3 separate regions of the Sus scrofa genome follow, and regions 2 and 3 are each linked to region 1. A link is a contact called in public Hi-C and HiChIP or PLAC-seq data. All regions are on one chromosome and are shown on one strand. Each heading gives the region's core, a stretch centred on a gene start, on an enhancer-like site or on the middle of the called end of the contact. The rest is flanking DNA. Distances are from core to core; before and after follow the strand shown.

What was found. A called contact is a pair of places that touch in the nucleus more often than the background predicts. HiChIP or PLAC-seq counts read pairs in DNA pulled down with a chosen protein or histone mark.
Region 2: a contact with region 1 is called in a Hi-C map of liver, with 3 times the contacts expected there. The contact joins the promoter of PPP2R5E here to the promoter of WDR89 in region 1. A contact is called at or near these places in 8 of 47 Hi-C or Micro-C datasets (blood, fetal heart ventricle, heart right ventricle and 2 more) and 2 of 2 datasets of contacts at active chromatin or transcription factors (alveolar macrophages and skeletal muscle).
Region 3: an H3K27ac HiChIP or PLAC-seq map of alveolar macrophages shows a contact between it and region 1. The contact joins the promoter of SYNE2 here to the promoter of WDR89 in region 1. A contact is called at or near these places in 13 of 47 Hi-C or Micro-C datasets (alveolar macrophages, brain, embryonic fibroblasts and 6 more) and 2 of 2 datasets of contacts at active chromatin or transcription factors (alveolar macrophages and skeletal muscle).

What each region holds. Positions count from the first base shown.
Region 1 is chr1:194,438,334-194,441,280 of Sscrofa11.1, forward strand. It overlaps WDR89 (WD repeat-containing protein 89), which reads left to right and starts at 1,492. Exons shown (of 2, transcript XM_021074236.1): 1 at 1,492-1,759.
Region 2 is chr1:194,503,928-194,506,812 of Sscrofa11.1, forward strand. PPP2R5E (protein phosphatase 2 regulatory subunit B'epsilon) reads left to right here and starts at 1,608. Exons shown (of 14, transcript NM_001244062.1): 1 at 1,608-1,651.
Region 3 is chr1:194,351,026-194,353,968 of Sscrofa11.1, forward strand. SYNE2 (nesprin-2) reads right to left here and starts at 1,525. Exons shown (of 117, transcript XM_021074116.1): 1 at 1,164-1,525. SGPP1 (sphingosine-1-phosphate phosphatase 1) reads left to right here and starts at 946. Exons shown (of 2, transcript XM_013993487.2): 1 at 946-1,854. The coding sequence starts at 1,165.

The sequences.
Region 1 (2,947 bases), core at 242-2,741:
CGAAACCGAAACCTCATGGTTCCTAGTCGGATTCTTTTCCGATGCGCAGCTAAGGGAACTCCCCAATTTGGCTCTTTATTTATTCAGAATAAAAAAGGCTATCTTCTACTTTTCATTTACAAATAAAACCTGAAACATTCTGTGATCATTTACAAACAGCACACAAAAAAATTTAAAAAAAATTTTTTTTTTACACAAAAAAGCAACTATTCCAAGCATCATAAAAAACAGCTTCTGCTTGGCTTGAATCCTCTAAAGTATACTTAATTTTTAGTCCAGCAACAATCCCTGCTTTTTCTTACAAAAATTGAAGTTTGTATTACATGATACACAGAAAAAAAAAAGTGTTGAAAGGAAAAGAGTCCACTCAGGAAGTTGTGGTATTTATAGGTTGATATTTACTTTTGCTAAACACAAAGTGACGAAATATTATTAAACATGCTCACAAGTGAAGGAGTTCATGATTCAATAAAGGCAGGGTAACTGCCTCAAACCAACATGTTTCCATTACTACTGAAAAAACACTTCATAATGCAATCCTGAAGGATATACAACATATGCGCCTCCTGGAATCCGTCACGCTTGACGTTTTAACTACAGCACTGTTTTCCTGTCAAGACAGCAGTCAGTTCTGCATCGTGTCACATCAACACGATTTAAGTAAGCAGCGACAATAGTGATATACAGCTGTTAAATTCAGGGCACTCTTCAAATATTATAGGATGATCACTAATACGAAAATCAAGGCCATTTTGTTGTAAAGGAAAGAATTTCAAAAACGAAGACATTTACGATCCACTTAGTACACGAATTACGAACGTTTAGTAGAGAGGCGGGCACAGCAGTGAAACGTTTGAAACACTAATATTTATCTTTACGAACATACATTAAGTCTTTCCAGTTTTCCTAAGTGGTCTTTGGCTTTAACAGTGCTGATAAGGGAAAAGATAAAAGCACAATGGAACACTCCAAAACCACAGTAAACGTCACGAAGCGCTGACAAAGAACTCAGCACCAACAATCACATTTAAAGACTACAAGTCCCAGAGTTCCCTAGGGCCGCAGGTGGAGCTACCCTCAAATTGACAGCTGTTTCAGCCAACGATACGGCCAGACTAAAGAGCAACCGAAGAAATGATTCCTCCGCGTTCTAGCGCTCAGGTCCTCGTTAAGTTCTCAGGGTAGGTGGGTCTGTCAAGGCCTGATTCTACGACCAAGTATTTCTCACCTGAAGAAACTTTCTGGTAAAAATAGCAGTTCCCTACCCGTGTCTGGCTTGGTAGGAGTTTCTAGCGTCTAAACACTGGAAGGAACTCACTTTGCCATGTGTCAACGGAAGGACTCAATCGCCCGAGGAAGAGGCGGAACTCGCTGTATTATTGTCCTCTATTGGCCACGCAGCCAGGAGACAAACTTCCGTCACAACCAATGAGTGCTTAAAACTTCCGCTAACGTAAGGTAGCGTAACGAAACGTAACGCAAAGGGCGGTGGTGGACGGCTCTACGGAAGCTGGTTCTAAGCTGGCGTAAATGTCTGGTCTCGTCCAATCCGGAGGGAGAATGCCCCGGCGCTTCCTCGCCCTCCACATCCCAGCATCTCTGCATCACCTGGGCTATATCCCGCCCCTCGGATGCTGACCAATCCTCTGCAGCCTCATGTTGCACATTTATCCAATCGGAGAGGTGGGGGGCGGGCTTCCGGTCGTCGCTCCGCTAGGAGGCTGAGCTGTAGTTCCCAGAGCCACTTCGAGGCTTCCCGGTGAGGCGCATTTCTCAGGGTTGGGTTGGGAGGGTCCCCGGAGAGGCTGCTCTCTTGATCTGCAGCTACGGTGCCGGTCGACCTGAGAAAGCTTGGAGACTGAGGAGCAGAGGGCAATTGGGAGGAGCCGGGAGAGGGAGCCACGTGTTGGGGTTTCTGGGGCCGTGGTCGTACCCCCGGGTCAGAAAGGTGCTGCCCCTGCCCCACGAGCCTTTCGGGGCTTAGGTTGGTTTCGCCTAGGCTGCCCCCAGCACCTCTCTGGGTCATTCTTGGGTGACTGCAAAGCGCCGGCTCGTCAAGTGTTCAAGGAAGGGTAGCCAGGACCTATTTTCCCTATCTTCATTCCCTTTGTATTCTCTTCTACCCAACTTCTGAGTGTGTTCATTTTCGGGGTCAGAAAGGAGATTTTCCTTTGGGAAGAGACGTCCTGGAGTATGTAGTACTAACTGTGAGACTAGCTACTATGATAAGTACTTTTAGTGTACTCTCGTTTAATCCACACAGTAGCATCTAAAGGGGTAGGTGCCATTCTCATTTTTGTGCAAAGAAACACTTAAATTATTCGTCCACTCGTTCTCTTCAGCTTTATCACTGACCACTGAGTGTGGTATTGTTTCCATGCACGTAAAATTAAAATACGGTATTGCTTGTAAAGTGTTGGCCTTGTTTTCTTTCCCAACTTGAAGTTATTTTGAAATTTACAACAATATAGCTATAAGTAAATTGATTGATGTTATCCAAGTAAAATTGTCTAGTAGAAAGTCATCAGAGTGGGAGCTATTTACTACCCTGTGACTGGGTTGCAGCTTCTTCCACTGCAGAACTGAAATCAATACCAGATTTGTCTACTTCATAGAGTTGTGAGGATCAAAAGAGATAGTGAATATAAATTACTGACGTTAACCACATATGATTGTTGCTGCTTTTCAAATTCTTTACTCTGGAAACTAGACTATCATCAATATATAATATGCAATATTATTAAAATATATGACATGAAATATATATGTGCACACACAGTGGGTAACATTCTGTCTCGTACCACTTAGGTGTGAAGTACCCCTTAAGCCTATGTGGCTTCTTACCCAGGGTTCTGGATAGTATTCCTTGTGAATGCAGAAGTGGTACTTGTCTGGTTAGTATTCTTACCTTAGACTGCTGTATACAGCATAAAGCAAAAGTAGATGA
Region 2 (2,885 bases), core at 358-2,857, 66 kb after region 1:
CCTCCCCCCCCCCAAAAGATGTACATTGCATGCAGTTAAATACAGCTACAGCCCAAGAATAGTCTTTGTAAACGCACCATTTAGCCTTGGGCTCACCAAGGATGCAAACGCATTTCTAAATATTTTATCACCTGTTCTAGCTAGAGTTAAGTGAAGTCTCCGTAAACTCTTTCGGATCCAACTTGCCAACTAGAAGCGGCCGAGCTCCTGCAGTTTGGAGCTGGAGTCCCTAAACTCTGTGCAGCCGTGGGCGAAGCGGCGGATCTCCATAAACGCCTGCAGGTCGTAGCATCAGCTTTCCCACCAGCATAAGCTGCACGTTGCTGGCCCCGAGCAAGGCTCGCAGGAGTTCCAAGGAGCTGGTACTCAAAGTAGAAGTTTAGGGAAAGGAGACCAGGCAAGAAGGAATTCGAAGCGACAACCCCAGAGTGCTGGGAGGTCGGATTTCGGTGCCAGGCCCGACGAGGTTCCTTGCAGAGCGACGGTGGGGGCATCAGGCCGTGCCGAGGGCCCAATGCACAAGCGGCAGCGCATGGGCGGGCGGAGCTTTCTTTTCCTCTGCGCGGCGCCGGTGCCCGTCCTGCGCGGTACTCGAGCCCAAAGGCTAGCCTCATTGCTGAAAGGGGCGAAATCATGGGCCAGGGGCGTCCCCATCCTCAGCCGACTCTTGCCCCTGGATCCTCGGGTTGACGATCGTCGCCTGGAGGCTCCGCGTTACGCGGAAGCCCACCGAATGGATCTGCCCGCCGCACACGTCCGGGCTCAACAAGCTGATCCCGGGCCTGGAGGATCAGCTAACTCAGTCCTAAACGCCTGGCGGAAGCGGCAGCGGCACGGCCGCAGGGTCTCGGCTGCATCCGGGTCCCTCTCGCCTTGGCCAATCTTCGGCCTCTTCTCTTCCCACTCCCGTGTCTCCGCCCCCCAGCCGCCAATCCCTGCTCGCCTCTCAGCCCAACGTGCTGACAGGTGAGTGAAGGCGGGAGTCGACCAATGAGGCTTCGCTTCCCGTTTGAAGCATCCAGTGACCGGGCGCCGGGGGCGGGCTCTGCGGGCCAGAAGGTTCGGCTGCGCGTGTGCCATGGACTCGGCCGCCCGGTGATATTGACAATAGGAGAGAGAAAGGGGCATTGACTGGGACCCTCCGCGGGCGGCGAACGGCGGCTCTGGCAGCGGCGGCTGCAGCTCCAGCGGCTCCTCCTCCTTTTCCTTCCTCCTCCTCCTGCGGCCGCTGCGGATCCCGTCTTCCTCCCTCCCTGCCCCCTCCGCTTGTCGTCGCCGCCGCCAGGTCCGGGGCAACGAGCAGAGGCGCCGCCCGCCGGGAATGTGAACGCGGAGCCGCCGGCGGAGTCGAAACGGGGTCGGTGCCGATTTGATGGGACGGGTCCGCGGGGGAGGGTCGTGAGGCCGCCGCCGCCGCCGCCGCCGCCGCCGGAGCGCAGAGGTTCAGGTCCGGCCGTGAGGCCTAGAGGCGCCGCCGCCGCCGCGGAACCGGAGGGACGCTGCCCCGGAGCCGTCGCCCGGGCTCCCCGCGCCGTCCGGACCGCCCCCCGCTGCTCCGGCCCCGCCGGCCGCCCCCGCTTCGGCCTCTTCCCCGTCTCCTGCCCCTCGGAAACCACAGGTCATCTTCGGATTCTTCTCCAGAAGCTTCAAGGTAACTTGGTCTCTCCTGCACCGCAGCTCTCTGCTGCTTTCAGCCTCCCTTCCTCCTCCTGGTCCTCCGGGGACCTGCAGGCACCGGCCTCGGGAAGGCCTGGCCCGACCGGCGAGGGTGCGGTGTGTGAGGTGCGGGAGCGGGAGCGGGAGCGCCGGCCCCACTTGTCTGATTTACCTGCAGACGCTGCTGGTGATGCCTCTCTTGCCCCTGCCCCCTTTTCTCCACCTTCAGTCATTGGAGGCGCATTCCTGTCCCCTTCATCTGTTGACGGTGGCGGGGGGAAAAAGGGGATTGTTGAAGTGAGAAGGATTCTTTAGCAGCTTATCTTCTCCAAGGTTTGTTTGGGATGACGGGGAGGTGGGAGCAAAGGGAGTGAGCATCCCTACCGACCAGCCCTTTCGCTGTCTTTCTCCTCTACCCCAGTGGCCCCTTTGGATTATCCTGAGTCTTGGAAATGCCCCGTGTCCGGTGATTAGAGGATGATAAAGCTTCGGGGTCCAGAGCAAAACCTGTTTCCCCGGGCTTTGCGCGGACCCGCTGCTACTGCACGTTCAGTTCTGCAGAGCTGTAGGGTTGAGTCTGGGGCCTCGGTCATAAGGGGCAAATGGTTTAAAGATTTTTTTTTTTTTTTTTTTGCTACTGGTAAATCATCTTTAGAGATGGGAGATGAATAAAGAAGAGACAAAAAGAGTGATGGAGGAACAGGATTTACAGAAATCTTGTGTTGTGAGGGTTAAATGAAATTTAAATAATCACATAACAGATTGGAAAAGCAGCCCCTAAATTTACAACATACAAATGTGATGTGGAGCTTCTTGATGATGCAGTCATTATGAAAATTTTAAAGTGATCTCACTTCTTTTATAGTCATTCATGGTTTGCAATTCCGTTTTATGTGTTACATTTTATTTAAGGGTAAATTAGGTAGATTGCTAAAAAAACTTTTTTTAAAAAAGAGAACCAAACAAGATTTCAGAATTCCAAACCTCAACATCACATGGTTTTGTTTGTTTTTTGTGTATGTTTTTGTTATTTTTACTTTGTCAGAATCCAGCTAATCCAGGTAACTTACTCTCATACATTCAGGAAGAAATCCCCTTATTTAGAGGTTAAAAAACACTTTATCTTATGAATTGGAATGACAGGTGAGTAATTGCATTTTAGCATTTCCCCCATATGCATTATTTCTATTAAAGTCTGCCATTAATCTTGCTGGGAGCCTCAATGCCAT
Region 3 (2,943 bases), core at 275-2,774, 87 kb before region 1:
AAAAGGGAATTCTATATGTAGCTCAAGAATAGCTGTGATCTCTTTTACCAAAATATGTATTAAAATCAAAACCAGAGACCAACTTTGAACATTCCTTGGGCAGACAAAACCAATTTAGTCATTTTTTGCTTATGCCTTTGGAAATCATAAACAAAATTTGGAACTGTTTCCCAAGGTTGATATGCGGTAACTAACCCTGAAAACTCTGCTATTATAACCAATCACTGTGAAGAAGAAACAGTTACTGCCTTCTCACTATACGTAGCTGCTTTATAACAGTGTACACCTGAGCCACACTCCATGATTTTGGTTTGAATGCTCCCAGTTTGCAACTTTTTGGTGTGTACACAATACCCTTTAACTTATTACAACTTCAGTGATTTATTGGTTTTACTTTGGCTGTTTGTGAACTTTTGACAATGAATTACACACTACTGTCCTGGGATCTACATCTACCCTTGTCCCCGCGAGTCAAGTGGCACGTGGCTTTCAGGACATCAACTGTTAGTGACAGCTCTGTAATTACTTGTAATTCCTTGAGTGCAAAGATTCCGGGCGCGCGGTGGTTACTTTGCTTTCATTCACCATTTCATTCTGTGCCAGCAGGACGTTCGGGTGCCTGGCCACTGGCACCGCAAAACCTGGCACGAGGATCGTGGCCTCTAAGGGCCAACGCCATACAGAGAGCAGCCGGCGACCCCCCACCCCCGCCTGCGGGGACCAAAGGCTGAAGCTGAAGAAGGGGAAGCGCAAGGTCCCGCCCGCCCAGCGCCGCGCTGCCTAGTGGGTATTAACTAGGAGCACCTCAAGGCCGCCGCCCGCCAAGCCTCCGCGCCCTGACGCCGCCCGGATGCGCTCGGGGCGGGCCGGGCCCCCTGCCAGAGCGGCCGTGGGGGCGGGGCGCGCCGGCGCGTGGAGGCCGCGGGCGGCGGCGGGGCGCGCGCGGAGAGGGAGGGGCGCGCGGGACGGGGGCGCGCGGCGGCCGCTGCGGCCTGTGGAGCCGTCACCCCGCAGAGCCGCTCTGGGGTAAGGAGGCGCTGCTCGCGCTGCCGCTGCAGCTGTCCCGCCCGCGGGGGCTGATCGGGGCTGCGCCGGGGGCCGCCCCCCCCCCCCCCGCCGCTCCCGCCGCCGTCCTCTGGTTCGTGGGCCGGCGGTCCCTTTACCATGTCGTGGAGGCAGCGCTTGGCCGGGCTGGTCGGCAGTTTGCAGGACCCGCAGAAAGTCGCCCGTTTCCAGCTGCTGTGCGGGGTCGAAGCGCCGGCCGCCGCCGCCGCCACCAGCGGCCCGGAGGAAGATGAGAAGGCGGAGGCGCCCCTCGCCGGCGAACCCCGGCACCGAGAGCGGCAGCTGGGGGCGTCCGGAGGCCCTCAGCCGCCCGGGAGCGAGCGCAATCAGTGCCAGGCCAAGCCAGGCGTCGGCGGCGCCCCCAACGGTGTGCGGAACGGTCGGGCCACCAAGCTGGGCCCGGCCTCACCGCGGCGCGCGGGGGCTCTGCGCCGCAACTCGCTGACGGGCGAGGAGGGCCAGCTGGCCCACGTGAGCAACTGGCCGCTCTACTACCTGTTCTGCTTGGGCACCGAGCTGGGCAACGAACTCTTCTACATGCTCTTCTTCCCCTTCTGGATCTGGAACCTGGACGCCCTGGTGGGCCGGAGGCTCGTGGTCATCTGGGTGCTGGCCATGTACCTGGGCCAGTGCACCAAGGACATCATCCGCTGGCCGAGGCCCGCCTCGCCGCCCGTGGTCAAGTTGGAGGTCTTCTACAACTCGGAGTACAGCATGCCCTCCACCCATGCCATGTCCGGCACCGCCATCCCCATCTCCATGGTTCTGCTCACCTATGGCCGTTGGCAGGTAAGGTGCCTGTGGCCTCACGGCTCAGCTCGGGGAGTTAAGGACTCCAAGCCTTCGTTGCTCTCCGCAGTTATTTAAATTTGGCCAAAACTCTTTTTCCACAGGTTTTCACAGTACCCGCTAACGGGCCCTTTGTAGGCTTAAGAATGATAGTAAAACGGTCGGGGAAAACCTAGAGACTTAGCTAGCAAACTCAATTTTAATAGTAATGCCTTTCTTGGAACTTAAAGGAAGAGCTATTCGTGGAGTAATACATTATCCCCAAGCTTTGGTTGAGTTTCTAAACGGTTTTCACTCTTGTGATGCACAGAGTGTAATTATCATTTAAGTGTAAAGTCCTTATAACTAATCGTTGGGAGACTAGGATTCACCAGTTATCCATGATGCCTTTCTCCAAACTGATTGTTTCAGCCATAGGTAAAGTCATTGGCTTTACTCCAGACAGTGTTTATAAAACAAACGAGGTTTCTCCAGGCAATGAAGTACTGCATTTTAAATGAAAGCCACCCTTTGTGGAAGTTAATGGAGCACCGCCTGAGTGGCTCTTTTTAAGGGGTGTGGTTGCTAATTTGCTGATAGACACAGTTTTATTAGTTTCTGGGTCACTGATCAGTACTATCTGTAGTTAAGCTACAGTATTATTGTTGAATTAATGTTACAAATTAAAATTAAAGTTAGTCTTAAAACTAGGGTTCTTGGTCAGACTGGTGGGTTTGAAAAATGCTAAGTATGACAGCCAGATCAGGGATGAGTTTTTAACAGTAAACTTTATATTTTGTCTGCTTCTTTTGGCTTCCCCCCTTTTTAAAAATTTTTTCATGCTCTGTAAATGTTACTTAGATTTAAAAGTTAATTATTTTTTAGATAGAAGCAAAATTTATTCTTATTGATATCTTATGTCTCTTTTTATTGAAGTATAGTTGATTTACAGTTTTCTGCTACCTGTCTTTTAAATTGTGAGGTTCATTCCTCCTGCAGACCAGTTCCTTAATATAAGAATAAAGTTGACTATGAAGAATCTGAGGAATCAGACCTCCTTGATTTTTTTTTCCATGACACAAAATCATCTTATACTGAGAAGTACATGTT